Linked DNA regions of Rattus norvegicus: region 1 is linked to region 2. A link is a contact called in public Hi-C data. All regions are on one chromosome and are shown on one strand. Each heading gives the region's core, a stretch centred on a gene start, on an enhancer-like site or on the middle of the called end of the contact. The rest is flanking DNA. Distances are from core to core; before and after follow the strand shown. Region 1 overlaps Acbd6 (acyl-CoA binding domain containing 6). Region 2 overlaps Acbd6 (acyl-CoA binding domain containing 6).

Region 1 (5,108 bases), core at 1,359-3,858, 42 kb after region 2:
GCGAATGTAGCTCAATTCTTGTACCTACGGTAGTGCACAGCTGTATTCTGTTAGCCCATGCGGGATGTTAACCAAAACGGGAAGAAACCGCGGTGTCGCCCGCCCCTGAGCCTGTCTCCCACTGTGAGGCGGCTCTGCATTACTGGTTATGTCCTCACTGGGAATCATCTTAGATGAGGGCATGCTCTCAGAAACGATAACCTGAGGAAGTAAAGGGTACAGGCACTGCTGTCCTGACACTTCCTCATCTAATTTACATGCAGGCGAAGTCCCCAGCCTGCTTTGTCTGTCTGTCTGTAAATGCTTACTCCAGAAAACAGTAATCATTGATGTGGATCTCTCTAGCAGTTCTACAGAAAGTCATTGTCAGAATTTATTCTAATTCAAGGTTAATTAGTGTACCATTAAAATAATGTGTTACAAAAATTAATTACAGTGCAGGTCAGAATACGTGTTAAAAAGCAAGTGCAAATGTCTGCGAGTGCATCATCCTTCTTAGGCCCGACTGTACGCCATCCTTCTGGAAAACGCATCCAAAGGGAAGAGCACCCGACTCCGCCCACAGGTGTCTCCTCTAAAGTAAATTTTGGCACCACATGTGACAAACTTAAAATATAACCCCATTAACGGTGAGATGTGCTGCTCAGCTGCTCTCCCATCACAACAGTGAAGGAGCCATAGGTCAGCATTCGTCGGTGAAACATGACGGGGTCAGACCTAAGGCAAAGTCAGGAGCCTGCTTGAGAGGTAGAAATTACCTATTCATCTTGTGGTATGAGTACGCAGTCCTAGGTTTTCTAACGATGATGTCCTTCTCATGTACACCATGTAAGTATGTCACGCACCTTAATTATGCAGTGAGTCTTACTAATGGTTGAACTTACTACCTACTCTCCAAATACTTAAATTGGACTAAAAATGATAAGCTTTTATCTGATTTTTTTTTTTTTTTTGAGACAGGGTCTCTGTGTAGTCCTATCTGCCTCCCTAGTGTGGGAACTAACGGCGTGCACCACCACACAAGACTGATTTTCTTTTTTTTTCCCCTCAAGAGAAACAGTTTATTTAGAATAAAACAAAAGCAGCTCAACTGTGAGCCCATGTTTGTGTGGCAGCTACTTTAAGCTGTGCGAGCCATAAAAAGGGTTTTTCTTTACTTTTGTAGAAATCTTGCGTACACAGCACAAAGCAAAGAGGTAATTTTTCCACTAAAAACACCGGCTTTGGCATTACTATAGCAGATACACAACGTTAAGCTGCCATTTTAGTAAAAGGCACAAAATACTGAACAGATTAGCTTTCTTCCATCAGAGGCCCATGTAGCTCCACATAAGCCACTTCTCTTCAAAGAGGTCCATTAGAGCTTTGAATTCCGTTTCTTCATCCGCTGTTCACCAGTTTTGCTTGCAGGAGGAGGGAAAAGGTTATTCAGTGCAAACGTTCACAGTATTAAAAATGTGTAATTTCCCCTGTGCCCTTATAGATGAACATAGTAGGAACAAGTCCTTAAACTTTAACTTCAGAAAGCACCAGTAATATCCACTGGCACAAACCTTGAAATAAATTTACTATATGAATACACAAATAACAACAATATGGCTTGACTTTTTAAAAGACTTAACCAAGGTTTGTAGAACTGGAAATATTGTTTATCCTCAAAAAACTAACGAATGGCCAAGTGTCCAGGAACAAGTAAATTTATAATTAACCAATATCTTCTAAATATAACTAAAAACATGGAACAGAAAGATGGAGTTAGACAAACTTAACCCCTCGGAGCTCATTTCTGTTGTTTATGTGAAGTGACGAAGACTGGTTAAAGCTACTAAGCCGTTAACAAACCACCTTTACCTATGTTACCAAAGACAGTAGCTGTCACTTTCTGTAAGAAAACACACCTACAGTTTGCCATCCACACTTTCAAACTCTTGTTTCCCTCTTTTACAATTTTTATGTGTGCCAGATCCTTTTTAGGATTTTGTGTTAGAAAGTAGAAACTCACAGATCAATAAAATCAGTCAAGCAAGTTAGACCAATACAAAAGGGAATCTGCAGGGAGGAAGTTGTCCTGGCTATTTACCTGACTAGTTAGGCTGACACATGCATCCAGACAGTCTTGAGTGGTAAAAAGCAGCCTAGGCAGCTTTAGAGAAGTTACCTTGGAGGCTGCGTTTTAAGGTCTCCCTTGCATCAACTTCTGTATATTTAGATCTTTTCTACAGTGTGGAAAAGCATCTTATTCTCCATGAGATATCACTGCTGCCCTCAAAGGAGAGTTATGCCATACACCATTCACCCCCTTGTTCAGAGGAGACCAGCAACCTAGGAGGGGTTGTTTGCTGGGGCAGGAGAATAGGCTTCACTTATTAGGTACACCAAGATTTTCTGACAGTCAAAAAGCACATTAATAGTACTGTAAGTCTTTGCTAGCTAGAAGTCCATAGTAGTAGTACGTCATGTGGCTGAAGACATGGCGTGGCCGTGAGGTCATTCACTCAAGTATTTTGATTATATTTCATATGTTTATTTGTGCAAGTATGTGCACACATGTGTACCTGCACAAAGACCAAAGGCCAGCTGGCAGCGGGCAGTTCCCTTCCTGGAAGTGGAGCTCAGGTCATCAGGCCTGCAGCAGGCATCTTTGTGGGCCAGGCCGTTTCGGCAGCCCAACTCAGATACTGGTCTTGTTGTTTGTATTACCATTTTCCGTTATTCAGGTAAGGAGAGTGATTAAACCAAAGCAGTTACGGGCCAGCGTGCGATCAGATCAGAAGTAGAACTCAGGCCTTCCCATTGCTTGTCTATTGCTTTCCCATAGTGCACCTTAAATCATTCTTAGAACAGCAGTTTTCCCATCTTCCTCAGCCTGTGAGCTCTGTATGGCCCACACATATTTAACAAGTTCCTTTGCCATTTGCTACTCACAGGGCAGAGCTCTGCTCCACTGGGCATGCGATCGAGGACATAAGGAGCTGGTGAAAGTCTTGCTACAGTGTGAAGCCGGCATTAATTGTCAGGTAAGAGTACATTTAAAAGGAGCTTGCTTTTCTTTTTAGTTAAGATTCATTCATATTTGTTATGTGTATGGGTGTTGTTCCTTTATGTATGTCTGTGCATCATATGTGTACAATGCGACAGAGGCCAGAAGAGGGTATTGGATCCTCTGAGAGGAATTACTGAAGGTTGTGAGTCTTGGGAATCTGATCTGGGTCCTCTGGAAGAGCAGCCCACACTCTTACCCACTGAGCTAGCTCTGCAACTCTACAAAGGAGCTTTAATATGCACGCGCGTGCGCGCGCACACACACACACACACACACACACACACACACACACCTGAAGTAAAATTCTCATAAGAAAAATGTATGTGATTAGATGTCTTAAGGCATATGTCACTCGAGCCCCTGCTGTAGAGTTCCGCAGAATCATGAGGCAAGTGCTTTCCTGTTTTCTTTCTCATACTTACCCTCAAGCTGTGTAAGTGGTGGAGCACACCACAGGACCTCATTCATTTTTATGACTAGATCGCTAGTGTATGAGCATAAATGACAATGGTGACATGATTTCGATTTACGTTTTCCTAACGACTAAGCAGTACTGAGCCTTTTTGGGTTTTGGCAGTAGAGGGGCTGGGATGGGCTGTGTGGCCCTGGCTGTTCCAGAACTGGCTCTGTGGATCAGGTTGGCCTTCGCCTCCCTGGTGCTGAGATTAAAAGTGTGTACCACCACCCAGCTCTTCTGGCATATTTTAAAATTTATATTATATTATACTTTTGTGACCCATTTGTTCATGTCTTTTGCCTAATTTATTATTATATTGATAACTTTAAAAGAATTATATAGGAGCTGGAGAGATGGCTCAGTGGCTAAGAACACTGGCTGCTCTTCTAGAGGTCCTGAGTTCAATTCCCAGCAACCACATGGTGGCTCACAACCATCTGTAAAGAGATCTGATGCCCTCTTCTGGTGTGTCTGAGGACAGCTGCAGTATACTCATAGCATAAAAGAACAAATAAATTGTAAAAATATTTTAAAAAAGAATTATATAAATATTTTATGTAATTTTAAGAGATTATAAACATTTTATGCGTCTTAAGACAAAGTTTAATACATATGTGACATGTTAAAACTGTTCCTCATGCTTTTTCCTGAAATTTTCTCCCTTTCATGACTTCTTTGAGCCATCTAGAATTACCCAATGTTTTGTAAATGTTAATAGAGATTTTACTTTGTCCGGATGCCCAGCCAGTCGTTGTAATGATGTTTACTGAATAACCAGTCCGGATGCCCAGCCAGTCGTTGTAATGATGTTTACTGAATAACCATGCTTGCTTCTTGCAACTCGCAGCAGCTTCCTTAACGTAGTCTCTGGCTTCATCTCAGTCTACCTCTGACTTGTTCTCCTGTCCCATACTCTGTTCTTCCGTATGTTCTTAGGCTGTGTTCCTAACAAGCATAGCTTCAAACGTTTGAACATTGGATAAGACTTCACTGTTCATTCAGAAATTTTTCTACAGTGCTGCTTCTCATTTTGTAAATGTTTGAAGTTGTCTTCTTACCCTCACTTTACTTTCACTAAGTTAAAGCAACGAGAGAACCCCCCCACCCCCCCCACCCCCCCGTGCACACTTGCCCACACAGGACTGTAAATTCGTCAAGGGTACTTTAAAGGAGGGTGTCCCCACACTAGGCCTTGTCTGAGGTTTCTGCCAGTTCTGTGTTGGGTTAGTACGAGCCTAACAGTCTAACAGTCTCAGTCTCTGCCTTGTGTGACATTAGAGCATCGTGGACGCCAGCTTTAATGCAGCCAAGGTTCCATGCAAGTTTTTAGGACGGATGGGTTAGGACCGTGCTGCCTGACACAGTGCTCTCCTGGTTCTCTGCATTCACGCAGCCATTTTACGGTGCTCTGACTTTGTTCTCGACAGTTATAATCTGATCTCTCTATGCCGATATTGGAAATGGTTTGGCTCTCTCAGCTTGAGCTGGTTACAGGCCTCCAAGTCAGAGGGCTTCTGCACTTGGGTCTCAGAAGGACTTTCCCACTGTTGTTTCTCTTTTGGTTTCCTTACGGAACAGCACTTTTCAAATAGAGACAATTCAAGCACA
Region 2 (4,826 bases), core at 2,031-4,530:
AATCGAGACTCAATGCTACTGCTACTAGGAATGTTAGTCATACTGTAGTATTCAGTGGGTCCTTTTGAGTAAATGACCAAGGTGAAGTTATAGAAAAATTATTGAGAGGCAGAGTTAACATCTTCCCTTTCTGTGGCTGTTCAGTAGCAAACTTTGATTCTTACAAAATCTAAGTCATATATTCTTTAGAATTGGGAAGATAGTTTTTCTCCAGATCAGTTAGATCAGTTGAGTGAATTAAATTCTGTGAACCAAGTTGAAGATAAACGCACTCCTTGTTTTTCAGTACTGTTGCAGACACAGGTTTAGGACAGTGTCAGAACACTGTTTTAGGTACACTGTGTAGTATCCCTTTCTGGGACAATGCACTTTTATTTCACAGTGCAAATGGACTAGAGTTTGTGGTCTTTGACATAATGTTTAATTTTTAAATATCTACTTATATTTTAAATTATGAGGAGTGGTGGCATGTGTGTGTGAGTTCAAGTGCCATGGGAGGTTAGAGGTGTAGGGCCCTTCTGGAGCTGGAGTTACTAACTGGATGTGGTGCTGCTAACTGAGGTCATAGCAGTGTGCACTCCTAACCACTGAACCATCTCTCCAGACCCACTGTTTGAGAACATTACTACTTTATAGTTCTACACTCAGAGCTAATTTGTCTGTTAGACTTCTACTTCAGAGAATGGCCAAGACAGAATGGGGAGAATTAGGGGAGTGGATTGAGCAGTAGGTCCAATTCAGAAACAGAATCTGAAAGAACAATCAAGTTCTTCAAAAGAAAAGGGGGGAAACATAATTTAAAAAAGAGATAATGTTGTTACAAATACATGGTATTATAAATACTTGCAGTCTGAATTTCCCAGTGCCCATCCTTGTATGGAAATAAGTTTTTGTGCTGATTAAAGTGGTTGTCTGTGGTCACAGTCGTATGTGATAAAAGAGGCTTGCAGCAGTCACCAAGCAGGGCTGGTGGAGTGGCTCACAGAAGTCCCGGCAAGCAGGTGGTGTCCTAACAGTGAAGCATCCTCTCCAAAGTCGATGACCTTAGAGCAACTGCGTGAGAGTGCAGAGCTTTCTTACATGCTAATGTTCTCCTGACCTTGCAAGATTTGATTCTAGAACCTGGGGATAAGTTAGTATTCGCATCTTTGCCATGTCCTCTTTGCTACATCTAAGGACTAAACAACCACCAAGAGGTTTTATGGTGCTGAATTCAAGCTGACTGGTTGCCTTCACTGATTTATAAGCAGCCTTAAGTAATTTTAGGAGGTAGGACAGAACTGAGTGTAGCAAATTCTTGCCATAATTGTCTTGTCTGTGATAGCAAAGTGAGAAAAGCTCACCTGAAGTTTATAAGCGACAACACGTGCCAGAAGCAGGACAGCACGTGGAGCAAACAGCCGGCTACTTCTCTGACGGATTGCATTAGAAAGGCGTTGGCAGGGCAGGAAGTCCTAGGCCGGTCTCCATCACCCACCTATAGTAGAAGGTGGGGTTGGGGTGGGCAGGACCTTGTAGGATGCACTTCTTCCCCCTCTTTAACCTGCCTGTACCTGGCCTCCTTGGCTGCGAGGGCCAGCTTTACCAGGACTGCCAGTGACTCACACCTACAGTCTCAGATGTCAATGACAGGAGTTACTCTGAGTCTGTATCCTTCAGTGACTACCGAGGAGTAGGTGCCAAGCCCAGAGCTTCAGGGGCACATTTGACTGAGGAGAGGCAGAAAGCTGAAAGAATTGGCAGGTAATTGCTGTTCCCTTCTTCCCTTTCCTCCTACTGCAGTTGCAGGCTCTGACGGTGCGTAGCCTGAACGGAGACAGCCTGTGAGGCCTCGGTCAGTGGAGCAGCTCTGTCAGCAGAACTTGTGTTTGTCTCTCTTCTTTGAGGATTCATTTTCTTTCCTCCTCATCATTCATATACTGGGATTTTACATCCCAAGAATTACTCATTTTGGAAGCTTTGCCTCAGGTTCTGCTCCCTAGGGAATCCTGGGAAGAAGCTAATGGCTAACTTCTGAAACCAAATAACAATGTCTGCAGGTTCCAGAAGGGATGTAGATGTGGATACATTGCTAAAACATTATAGCAGTCAACAGGGAATGGTTAAACAACAGCATATTGTTCAGAGGAATACTCGGTGAGAAGTGGTACAGGAGGTTGACTGCATGGAAATGTTGAGACAGAAGTCAGCATATTTAATCTGCTGTCATCTTGGAAATTAAATCTTTGAAATGTGTTCACAAATGCACACTGGCAGGTATTAGAGGAATGATGTGGAACCGAGAGAAGGATGAAAGGAACTTTTGTTTTACTTTTACCACAGACTTGTTGTAGATTAATTTTTTCACAATGAAACAATGGAAAGTGATTTATTTAACTGCTAGAGACAGTGTGATACTTATTTAAAATGAAGAACAAATGTTTAAGAAACAGAAACCATACTAGAGTACTTATACTTGATCTTAGCGAAAGGCTGAGAGCCAGGCTGCTAAGGCACATGGTTTTCCAGTTTTTAAAGTGTGTGTGTGTGTGTGTGTGTGTGTGTGTGTGTGTGTGTGTGTGGTTTCTGTGTCTGTGTGTAAATGTCTGTGTGTAAAATAGCCAGATTGCATTGTCTTTGGTGGGTGAAAATATTTTTTTTTCACAAAATGGAAATAGTTTTTATTTTTGTCTGATTTTTACTTTTTATATGTGTCAGGAATTGAACTTGAGGCCTTGCTCATCCTGAGCATAAACTGTACCACTGGGACATAACTCACCCCTCCCCCCACTCTATCACACACTTTTTAAAGAAAAGTAGGCAATAGGACTGTTTGGTGAAAATAAGAGTTCTTTTTATGTTCCAATTTTGAAATTTTTCAAATTCACATGCACACAGAGCTGGGATTTTATTTGATTTTTCTCCATACATGTGATTTCTGATGCTTGCATGCTGTTCTGTCGTTTGGGCAAGCCCTGACTGCGTTCTCTGTATATTCAGCTGCTTCCTCATTCTCCCTTCCCTCTCTTTGCTCTTTCCCACTGTATATGCTGCAGCAAACATCTTTCCACTTATATTTTTGCACACTTATCTAATTATTTCTTCAGATGAATTCCTAGCAGTCAGTGGCCAAATTTTATAGTTTTGGTTATTGATTGATGACGTAGACTCATCAAGTAATGCATTATTTGTCTAGGAAGAAATACAGGCTCATGTTTTCTATTAGTCACTTGTGACTTTTCATTAGTGGTTAATAATTATCGACTGCTCACAATGGGTACTGAGAACACTGTGAACATGACACCGGAGTACTAGGTCGGACTTTGCTCTGCTCAGATCTGAGCAGACTGGGGCAGAGGTGACTCATAGCTAAGGATGAAAACACTATGAGAGAGAATAGTCCTTTATAGGATTTAGAAGGGAAAGGACAAAATTTAGTTTTAAAACTGTAGCATTTCTCTTCGTTTGCATAATATTTTTTCTGCTTGCATTATAGTTGACTATTTACATGTCTCTCGTCTCCTTTAGACTTTAAGCTCCACAAGAAAACGTATCTGCCCGGGTTATGACTATGTTCCCAGTGAGCAGGCAGCAAGCATCTGTGGAGTTATTTACTAAATGGGCAAGTGCATGCACACAACGAGCTATGCATCTGTTTCCAGTGTCGTTTGTGGAAGCATGGCTACCAAGCTTTCGGGCATATGTTATGATGTTGCTAAAAATAGTCTTCAACTGCATAAAGAAAGGGACCCCACATTCTTTATTTAATTAAATTGCATCATTTCGTATGTTCATACCATTTCATAAAGCAAGAAGGTAAACCATCACTCTGCTTCCACATTATGCAGCCTAATTATAAACCCAGGGTCAGACCTCTGTACTGGGAGGCAGCCGTTCAATAAATCAGTATTACAAATGATACGCCCCAAAGGAGTATTTACTGGTTACTTTAGCCAACTTATAAATGAGTAGCTTAAGACCACAAGTAATTAGATGGGGTCAGGAGTAAAGAATACCTATAAAATAGATGGCAAGTTTTTCCTATTCTTTGAGGCTTGTTACTTCCTTTATGCTGATTTGTGTTCTAAATTATTGTTGATATGAGGGTTCCAATTTTTGCTCTTTCCTAGTAAAACGTAAATAATTTTGATTACAAGCACTAAGGAACAAATGACTCATTGAGGAGCAGAAAGCTCTCTGCGCCAGTAAGGAGTTATCTTTATGTTTCAATGCACATAATGCAGTCAATGAGACTCTAATCATGCTCTTACTTGTGTCAGCTTCTTACCATTCATTTCGTGTGTGCGCGTACACATGCTCATGTTCACAAATGCACATGTGGAGGTCAGAGGTCAGCTTCTGAGTGTTCTCTCACTCCACAGTGGGGGTTTGGGGGTTGAACTCAATTTTCAGGCTTGGTAGCAACTACTGAGGAACCTTGCTGGACCTGACAAACTATTAATTGGAGGTAAGTTTTATGCAGACTTATTATTGTTTTCATAATAAAGTTTTAAACATTTTAATATTCTAGTAATATGTTCTTAATTTCTTTTTTTAACAAGTCAAGAGTACTTACAGGTGTTGACACACTTTTAAGCTCTTATTGAACAAACTGCCAGATTACTTATCAAATATTTTAAATACCTATCAAATGTTTTTATGTGATTATAAGTAATTCCAAGACATCCCACTCAAACACACTGTATATTCCAGTTTCATGTTCCTGTGTTTACTGCTTTGAAATTGAATGTAATTAGAATAAACACAATTCTGGTATTTTGAATCATACCTTCATCTTTAAATTTTTGTCTTAACTAAACACACACCATTTTTTCTAGAAACCCCAC

The links. Hi-C and Micro-C count contacts between places; a contact is called where the count stands out from the background.
Region 1: a contact with region 2 is called in a Hi-C map of hepatocytes, with 2.8 times the contacts expected there. The contact joins two enhancer-like sites. A contact is called at or near these places in 3 of 12 Hi-C or Micro-C datasets (hepatocytes, kidney and liver).

Annotation. Positions count from the first base shown.
Region 1 is chr13:70,343,288-70,348,395 of GRCr8, forward strand. It overlaps Acbd6 (acyl-CoA binding domain containing 6), which reads left to right. Exons shown (of 8, transcript NM_001011906.1): 6 at 2,928-3,017. Among named protein-coding and RNA genes, the nearest start is that of Acbd6, 69 kb to the left of the region's middle. Within about 2 kb of position 2,609, at least 1 of the 93 cell types and tissues checked has an H3K27ac peak or open chromatin away from gene starts, as enhancers often do. A contact at or near this core is called in hepatocytes, where this site is marked.
Region 2 is chr13:70,300,786-70,305,611 of GRCr8, forward strand. All of the region lies in intron 3 of Acbd6 (acyl-CoA binding domain containing 6), which reads left to right. Among named protein-coding and RNA genes, the nearest start is that of Acbd6, 26 kb to the left of the region's middle. Within about 2 kb of position 3,281, at least 6 of the 93 cell types and tissues checked have an H3K27ac peak or open chromatin away from gene starts, as enhancers often do. A contact at or near this core is called in hepatocytes, where this site is marked.